Linked DNA regions of Triticum aestivum: regions 1 and 3 are each linked to region 2. Evidence: chromatin contacts called from public Hi-C data. All regions are on one chromosome and are shown on one strand. The core of a region is the stretch at or near the end of the contact, and the rest is flanking DNA. Distances in the headings are between cores, read along the strand shown. Region 1 holds the start of LOC123188262 (chlorophyll a-b binding protein of LHCII type III, chloroplastic). Region 2 holds the start of LOC543045 (myosin-3). Region 3 holds the start of LOC123188260.

Region 1 (2,917 bases), core at 357-2,856, 140 kb before region 2:
ATGTATTCAGACATGTACTAAGTTTCCCGTTAATACAATTCTAGCATGAATAATAAATATTTATCATGATATAAGGAAATATAAATAACAACTTTATTATTGCCTCTAGGGCATATTTCCTTCAGTATCATCACCTCTCGACACAAATTATAACTTGAATTTATATTGGGCTTCCAGATGCAGACCGACACGAGTTCGAGTCCTTGTACATAAAGTTTTTTTTGCTCGTTTTTTGGCGAGACTGTTCCACAATTCTGCTAGTCGTGGGCTGGTCCACTAGGCGCTGCGGTGGGCGCCGGTTGGCTCCCGCGGCGCCGAAAGCACGGAACAGGAGCCCTCGGGACACAGACTATAGTATAGGTTGAATGAATATCGGGCTTCAAGATGCAGTCCGGCCCAACATTGCCGGTATGGATAGTCAGAGGAAAAAATGATGCCAATGCTATGCATACCCTACTGCGACACCGATTGTACCATCGCCTCTGGCGTTAGCCGGTCCCGACCCAAATAGAGGGAGAGCGTAGTGGTTTTAGGAATCTTTTGCATGTTTTCAGTTTTCTATGCTTTTATTTTGTTTGGTTTTATGTGTTTTTCTCTTTTTTGTGTTTCTTAACACATGTCTACTTTTTAATACATGTTGTACATTTTTTATTCAGGAGGAATTGTTTTGATACACATTGAACATTTTTCATATACATGATCTATAGTTTCTTAAGTACATGATTCGAAAAATATAATAGAGGTTGAACAATTTTAAATGCACGTTGAACATGTTTTTTTTACCAAAAAGGGTTTCCCCCACCTTATTTTATTAAAAAAAGAGGCCCAAGAGTACCAGACTGTTCACAACACTCGAGCTAAGCTTTAGAGTAGCCGAGCCAGATCCTCTCATTACGTAAGAGATTTTTTATATTGGCCATGTTTTTAATTGCATGAAACATTTTTTATGTTGTATAACCATTTAAAAAAATTATGAATATATTTTTGAAAACGGCAAGCATGTTTCTAAAATCTCACTAACCTGTGTTTTGAATGGTACAAAACATTTTATTGAATTATGCGAACTTTTTTTTACATTGTATATTTGCATTTAGAAAAAATCACAAACAATTTTTGAATTGTGTGAACATTTGTAATAGTGACGAATATGTTTTTATTAATAGTAATAACATTTTCAAAAACATTGTGCGAACGAATTTTTTACCTTGTGTTAACATTTTTTAAATGTGTGATGACACTTATAGAAAAAAAATGTAATTATTAAGTGTATATATATGCAGAATATATTTCAAAATATAAATAAAATAAAAAAGAAACAAATAGAAGAGGAATTTTTTGGAAAAAAAGGCAGACCTCAAGGTAAACATGTGGCCTAGTCTGGTTGGTGGTCCGGCCGTTTCTGCGCCGCTGCAGGCAATGTACCAGACTACCATCGGGGTCACTCTATAGGCGCACCGAGAAAATGCCTCGGCGCTGAGATAGATAACCTTGGGATAGGAACCCATCCGACGATCCGAGGTGGCAGCACCACGCCTCCACCGATCCAATGCAGCTCCCTGATTGGTCCAAACCAAATCCAGAAATCCTGCTTTCAAAAAAAAAATCCAGAAATCCTCCACCACCCCCACGTCTCCACAAAAACTTGTGCTACAAATACTTACACGTCGCCCCTCTCTAATTCCCACCACTCACTGAGAAGCACCCAGCAGCAACAGCCGGCTAGGCCACCGTACGGACCCCGGAGCAGCACACATGGCATCCACGATCATGGCCGCCGCCTCCCGCGCCGTTGTGGCCAAGACCCCGTTCCTCAGCGGCCAGGGCCGCGCCGCCAGCGCCACCCCCCTCCGCGACATCGCCGCCGCGGCCAACGGCAGAATCACCATGGTACGTGCCATGAACTAACCACCACGGAACTCGTCTGCAATGCTAGTATGTGCGCGTGCTAAGAGCTAACGATTGTCTGGTGTGCGCGCTCGCTCGCAGGGCAACGACTTGTGGTACGGCCCGGACCGCGTCAAGTACCTGGGCCCCTTCTCCGCGCAGACGCCGTCGTACCTGAACGGCGAGTTCCCCGGCGACTACGGCTGGGACACCGCCGGGCTTTCTGCCGACCCGGAGGCGTTCGCGAGGAACAGGGCGCTGGAGGTGATCCACGGGCGGTGGGCGATGCTTGGCGCTCTTGGGTGCGTCTTCCCCGAGGTGCTCCAGAAGTGGGTGGGCGTCGAGTTCAAGGAGCCCGTCTGGTTCAAGGCCGGCTCGCAGATCTTCTCCGAGGGTGGCCTCGATTACCTTGGGAACCCCAACCTCGTCCACGCGCAGAGCATCCTTGCCGTGCTCGGCTTCCAGGTCCTTCTCATGGGTCTCGTTGAAGGGTTCCGCATCAACGGTCTCGATGGCGTCGGCGAGGGCAACGACCTCTACCCCGGCGGCCAGTACTTCGACCCGCTCGGCCTTGCCGACGACCCTGTCACCTTCGCTGAGCTTAAGGTGAAGGAGATCAAGAATGGCCGTCTCGCCATGTTCTCTATGTTTGGGTTCTTCGTCCAAGCTATCGTCACCGGTAAGGGCCCATTGGAGAACCTGTTCGACCACCTCGACGACCCTGTCGCCAACAATGCATGGGTTTTCGCTACCAAGTTTGCGCCTGGATCTTAGGCTGGCCGACGCGCCATGGTGGCATGCCATTGTAAAGTGTAAACTACTCCCATGTGTGTGCAAATAGCAACGAATGGTCGATGTGATCTCGAAATTTGGAGGATTTTTTGGTTCACTTTCTGATGTGTGTCGCTTATATGTTGCGATGTGCTTAGCTCGTTTTTGGTGGTTACATTTTGTCAAGGGAAGATGGTGGCGTAACTGATTAGACTAACTATGATGTGAAGCTTGTACCAAAAGTAACAACATCAGGGGTTCT
Region 2 (2,808 bases), core at 109-2,608:
TTCACAATGAACGAGACTCTCACCTTCTGGAGGACATAGTCCATGGAATCAGTAAACACTGGCTTCCCATTTCTCTTTGCTCTTGCTGAGGAAAAATAAGGAGAGGGGGGCTCCTTACAGGCCGTTGCATCCTTCCTCTCCTCGTGGAGATTCTCAACATATGGAGACTCGTCCACTGGTTCCACACTGCATAGCTTTCTCTTGGCCCCAAAGATGCGACCATTTACAGCCTTCCCCTCCTTGGCCTCCTGCCCACCAATCTCCTTCTTGACCTCTGGCGTATTCTCCTTCTCCATCTCTGGCTTATTCTCATTCACAGCTTCCGGCTTCTTGTCAGTATCCGCTACAGCTTCCGGCTTCTCGTCAGTATCCGCTGCAGCACCCTCTGCCACTCCATCCTCAAGATGAACCCTAGGAGGCGTCGGCGACCGTCTTGCCCTGGGCAGCCGGCCACGGCACGTCGGGCGGGCCGGCAATGCCGGCGGCTCATCCTTGGGCCGCTCGTCGCGCTTCTTTATGGTCTCGAGCAAGGCCTCGAGGGAGCTCTTGGGAGCGGCCGGGACTGGCGCCATCACGGCGGCTGCAGAGAGCATCACCGCCGAGAAATCAACAGGCCACCGGACCAAACCAGTGAGCGCACGCAAGGGCTCACACGGCAATACGCCAAATCTTACAGCAGAGCGCCGTGGAGGCCAGGGACTTCTCCATTTCTCATCAAATCAGCGCCAACTCCAGGCGCATGAACCCCCCTGGCTCGGGAAGGGCCCGAAAGCGACACCCACCCAAACCCCGAATTACGCGACCAGGCACCAGGAGACCTCGAAATCCCCCCAAGAAAACTCTCGAAATCTCACGCTCCCTGCCCCGAAAACAGCGCCAATCTCAGGCGCCAAGGACAGATTTTGGCGGTGCCGCACCGAGGGACGGGGGGTGGAAAAGAACCCAGACTCCCCGCGATTTTTCAAGGGAGGAGGGGACGACGCGGCCAAGAAGCCTGGGCAGCGGCAAAAGCCGGCGACCTCTGGCGAAAGGAAAGGCGAAAAAACCCGAAACCAAAGCAAAGCCTGCTCCGAATCAAGGCACTAGCAGCGGCAGCGGCAGCAGAAATCGGCCAAGAAACGCATCAAAAGCGAGCAGCACCGGAGAGACAGGATGATTTCTCCCCCCACTCTCCTCCCACTCCCGAATCAGGAGGAAAACCCCAACAAAAAACGCAATTACTCCGCTCTCTCGCTATCTCCCTCTCTCCCCCCGCTCCCCTCGGGGCTTTTGTTTCGCTTCTCCCTCACAATTTCAAACCTCCGTCCCCTGCCTCTACCATGCCTCTCGTGTCTTTTTCCCCTTTGCTCTTGATCCGTTACTTAGGCCGCCGGCGAAAATATTTAGAGCGGAGAAAAGCGAATTACTGATGTGCCCCTGCGGGCAGCGCCGGACTGCGCCGGCCGGACGCTGGCACTCTCGTGGATACTGCGGGGACGGAGAGGCGGGGTGCGCGTGAGCTGTCTGTGGATTGGAGGCTCCGGTTTGGACCGTTGGATGCGGGCGGCTGCGCCCTCCGCTCCACGACTTCAGTTCGGGGTGGCGAAGTTACCCAACTGCCCCTGCAGATTAGTGGTCTCGCACCACCAACACAGGTCTGACTGCTTGTTTCCATTCCTGTGTTGACGACTTCTTTTGTGTTCTCATTAAAATACAAATACTATGATAAAGAAGTCCCCATTTAATTGTTTCCGATTTTTTTCGTGTTCATTAAAATGCAAGAAATCAATAAATGGATAAGTAGCTTCCATTTGGCCGGCCTTCTTTGTTTATACTCCAGGTTTTTTATTGAAGCATTTAGTTGTGGTGTTTGTGTAGTATTGTATGTTCCATGGAAAGAATCAAGGCAGCATTCTTTTATCATAAAAAAATTGATTGCGTTATGGTCAATAGGAGGTCGTGCATTACAATAAGCGGATACATTTTCTATCGGGCTCTCGCGTTTCCATGAACCTAGGTGGGTGCGCTTACTGGTGTAGTCTATGGATAACAATAATAATAAGTGGCTAGGCCTTAAGGTTTGTTGTCGATCGTCGCCTCAGCTCACTCATTTGCTTCGAGATCCATGAAGATTCGTTTTCTTTACTGAAAGCAACGATTTCGTCGAACCGCACTCGAGTAAAAAGGGCCAAATACGCTTCAACCGGGACAATGTGGGGCTGCACTAGCCCTGTGCAAGTATTTGGACCCAAGATAAGTAAAAGTGCCCGTGAATTGTTTGAGCCGTCGTGTATACTAGTACGATTTTTAAGAAAACTAGGAACTGTTCAATTGCTAAGAGAAAACTGTGCTACTAGAAGAGAGAGAGAAAAAATACTAGTAGGTGCGAGTACTTGATCCTGAGTTTATTTGACAGAGAATGTCCTGTGGCCCGTCCGTCCGGCGGCGATATTAATCGAGGCACGAGCGCCGGTCGTTTGCAACGAAATTCTATGGCCATCCAAGGACGCCTTCTTCGTCACATCACAAGTCCAACATTTACAGGGCGAGATCGCAAGTACTGCGTACGTACGTACGTTTTTACCTGCAACGCGAAAAGGAAACAGATCGATGGGAGGACTTGATCACACTGCAAAGTCGCGAGTTCCTCGTTAGTTATCCGGAAGCTTATCTGGGCTTTTATGGCCACCAAACGTAGGGGCGGCAGGACGACCCCCAAACATCCCATCCCTGCAGTAACGTGAAATTCCTGTGATTGAGTTGGTTAGGTGAACAGTGATATCCCCAACCTATCAGGGTTTAAATCCTGGTGCTCGCATTATTTCTGAA
Region 3 (2,706 bases), core at 180-2,679, 130 kb after region 2:
TATTATGGCTGTTACCCGAACGGCACTGAAAAAATGTAGTGTTATCTGAAAGGCTGCGCGAACTGGGTGGCTCCAAGTGTCTGCGCCGTGTCCTCGCCTGCCGTTCCCGTCGAGGCGAGGCAGCCGGTGGTGGTGGCGAAGGGCTGATCGGGATGTGGCCTGGGTTCATTGACGTGGTCAGGTTTTCCTCTTCCTGGCGACGCACGCAGGGATGCTGCTACGTAGCAGTGCCGTCCTTTGGACCGCTGAAAAATTCAGGTCAGGAAACCGTTTCTTTTGGTTTGCTGTGACTTTGGTTGGGCCGACGACGTGGCGGCAGCGTGGCCGGCATGTTTGGCCCCAGGCGTTTGGAGCCTGGGGTTTGAGCCGTCGTTCTCTGTCTATGGTGCCGTGCATGCCCCTGGCCCGCGGATCATCGCGTCCAGAAAAATGGAGTGCCATCCCCCCCCAGGAAAGTGACGGTGTAGGAGTAGGACCAGTAGTAAATCGCTCGTTCAAGATGTTTCCGGTCGATTCGTGTAAGCTTTGATGTGTACTTGTGGCAGGGAAAGATATTCAGTTGCTGCGTGCTGGTAGTATTAACTCGTTGAGGACTACTAATTTACGTGCCTGTCACGGCAAAAAAGGCAGAGGAGCACAATAGCCTGCCTTTTTTCCTCGCCTGATCAATCAATTAAGACAGCAACGTGTGAGATGAACTGCTACAGAAAAGTACTATTCCCTTCGTCTCATAATATAAGAATGTTTTTGACACTAGTGTAGTCGTAGTGTCAAAAACGTTCTTATATTATGGGACGGAAGGAGTAGTGCTGTACAGTAGTACTCTATCAACGAAACATCTAGTCATGTGTTTGCTACAGTCACTAGGCCTCTTTTGGTTCATAGGATAGAATTATCGTAGGAATAGGAATCTTATAGGAAATGAGATGACATGTATCCCAAATTTTATGAGTAGGAATAGAAAACAAGATATCATTTAGTTGACACCAAAAGAATTTTTTCATTAAGTCTAGGCTCATTTTTATTTTCCTATAAAATGTGGAGGATAGGAACCAATTCTATGTAGGAATAGGAATCCATTCCTATGAATCAAAGGGGCTCTAAAGGAAAAAATCCTATAAGAATCCTATCCTCTCGAATCCTATCCTCTCGAATTTTTATGAACCAAACGAGGCCTAAACTGTTACGGTATCATCTTCCGCTTCGTGATCCATCCCGGGGTCCCGACTCCTGAGTCCTGACTCGACACCTGCGAAGTTTTTATTTTTTGAGGGGACCTGCGAAGTGGAGGCACGGGAGTAGATATTTGGGCTCAGTTTTGTTTTGAGGCAATTTGGGCTCAGTCGAGAGAGACGTGTCATGGGCCCGTGAGGTTTGCTAGCCGTCCTTCCAAAACTCATGGGCCTAGCTACCAGGCCTCACCAGGCCCGCTTTCTTTCGTCGCAATCGCAAAGATACAACTTCCGCCCCTGCCGAGACGGCGGCGGAGAGAGACACAACCGAGCCGACCAAAGCGCCCGGGGAAACCCTAGGACGAGGAGAAGGGCGCGCGCGCAGCCATGGCCAAGGGCCGCAACAAGAACAAGGCCAAGAATGGCGCCGGCGCCGCCGCCATGGACGCCTCCGAGGGCGCGCCCGCTGCGTCCACCGCAGCAGAAGCCCCACAACGTAGTTTTTCTTTTGAGCCTTTGTCTTTCTTCATCGATTTGTTGGTTTTCCACTTCCCTTGACCCTGATTTGTTCCGTGTTTTTCCCCTTTCGCAGCGATGGATACGTCCGAGGGGAAGCAGCCGTCCTCTTCATCGGCTGCCCTCAGTTCGATCAACAGGTGAGCAAAAGGATTACGCTGATTACTTTTTATTCCCACTATTTATTTGTTGGAATCAATTCCTCAGGGTCGAGGTCAATCTTTATGAGTTCACTGACTTGGGGGCTCCGGTCCAAAAAAAAAAACTGACTTGGGGGCAGTTTAAATTGGGGAATTTGAGTAACATCAGTAACATGTAATATGTCGGATGAGCTGAACACAGACTGATTAGTTTGACATTACCATTACGAAGAACACTGCATGAAGTTTATTGGATGATTCATACAGCGTTTCGTGTTTATGCATGAGGGCACACTTTTTTTGTAGAGCAGGCGCAAGCAAGCGATTGCACCTTCTTTTTCATTGAGGGAAGGAGGAAAATAGCTTGCAGAAGTTGAGCTGCTAGTGCCGAGATCAAAAGGTCCATGCTGGACCATAGATCGAGCAATGTTATAGCATAACAAATAACGCGAACACCCTAGCCACTCCTCGCAGCGCTGCATGCTACCAATAGTTGAAAGCCTGCACTACCACTCTGCTTAATCATTGATTTTGTTCGGCACCGCAGCATCGAGGGCATGATTGATTAGAATAATGTAAAACATGTGCTACTTTGAAGACATTGTCGAGCATTACCTCTCATTTGTATGTGTAATCGAGTTGGCGATAGATAGTTTCAGATGTTTCAACACATGTTTTATCTACTATGCACTCCACTAATGTTGTTGCTCTGGCTAACTAGGATGGTTTGTCTGAAAATTGTATTCTACTACCTCTGTATCAAAATATAAGACGTTTTTGCAGTTCAATTTAAACTGCAAAACGTCTTATATTTTGGTACGGAGGGAGTACCTTACTTGAATTGAGCATTTTTTGCTTACGAAATACTTGGTATAATG

The links. Hi-C and Micro-C count contacts between places; a contact is called where the count stands out from the background.
Region 1: a contact with region 2 is called in a Hi-C map of leaf, with 9 times the contacts expected there. The contact joins the promoter of LOC123188262 here to the promoter of LOC543045 in region 2. A contact is called at or near these places in 2 of 5 Hi-C or Micro-C datasets (both in leaf).
Region 3: a Hi-C map of leaf shows a contact between it and region 2, with 9 times the contacts expected there. The contact joins the promoter of LOC123188260 here to the promoter of LOC543045 in region 2. A contact is called at or near these places in 4 of 5 Hi-C or Micro-C datasets (leaf and an unstated tissue) and 1 of 1 datasets of contacts at active chromatin or transcription factors (leaf).

Annotation. Positions count from the first base shown.
Region 1 is chr2A:186,898,039-186,900,955 of IWGSC CS RefSeq v2.1, reverse strand. LOC123188262 (chlorophyll a-b binding protein of LHCII type III, chloroplastic) reads left to right here and starts at 1,606. Exons shown (of 2, transcript XM_044600311.1): 1 at 1,606-1,887; 2 at 1,987-2,773. The coding sequence starts at 1,753. The coding sequence ends at 2,658.
Region 2 is chr2A:186,753,736-186,756,543 of IWGSC CS RefSeq v2.1, reverse strand. LOC543045 (myosin-3) reads right to left here and starts at 1,358. Exons shown (of 24, transcript XM_044600310.1): 1 at 24-1,358. The coding sequence starts at 593.
Region 3 is chr2A:186,624,918-186,627,623 of IWGSC CS RefSeq v2.1, reverse strand. LOC123188260 reads left to right here and starts at 1,429. Exons shown (of 3, transcript XM_044600309.1): 1 at 1,429-1,668; 2 at 1,765-1,828. The coding sequence starts at 1,560.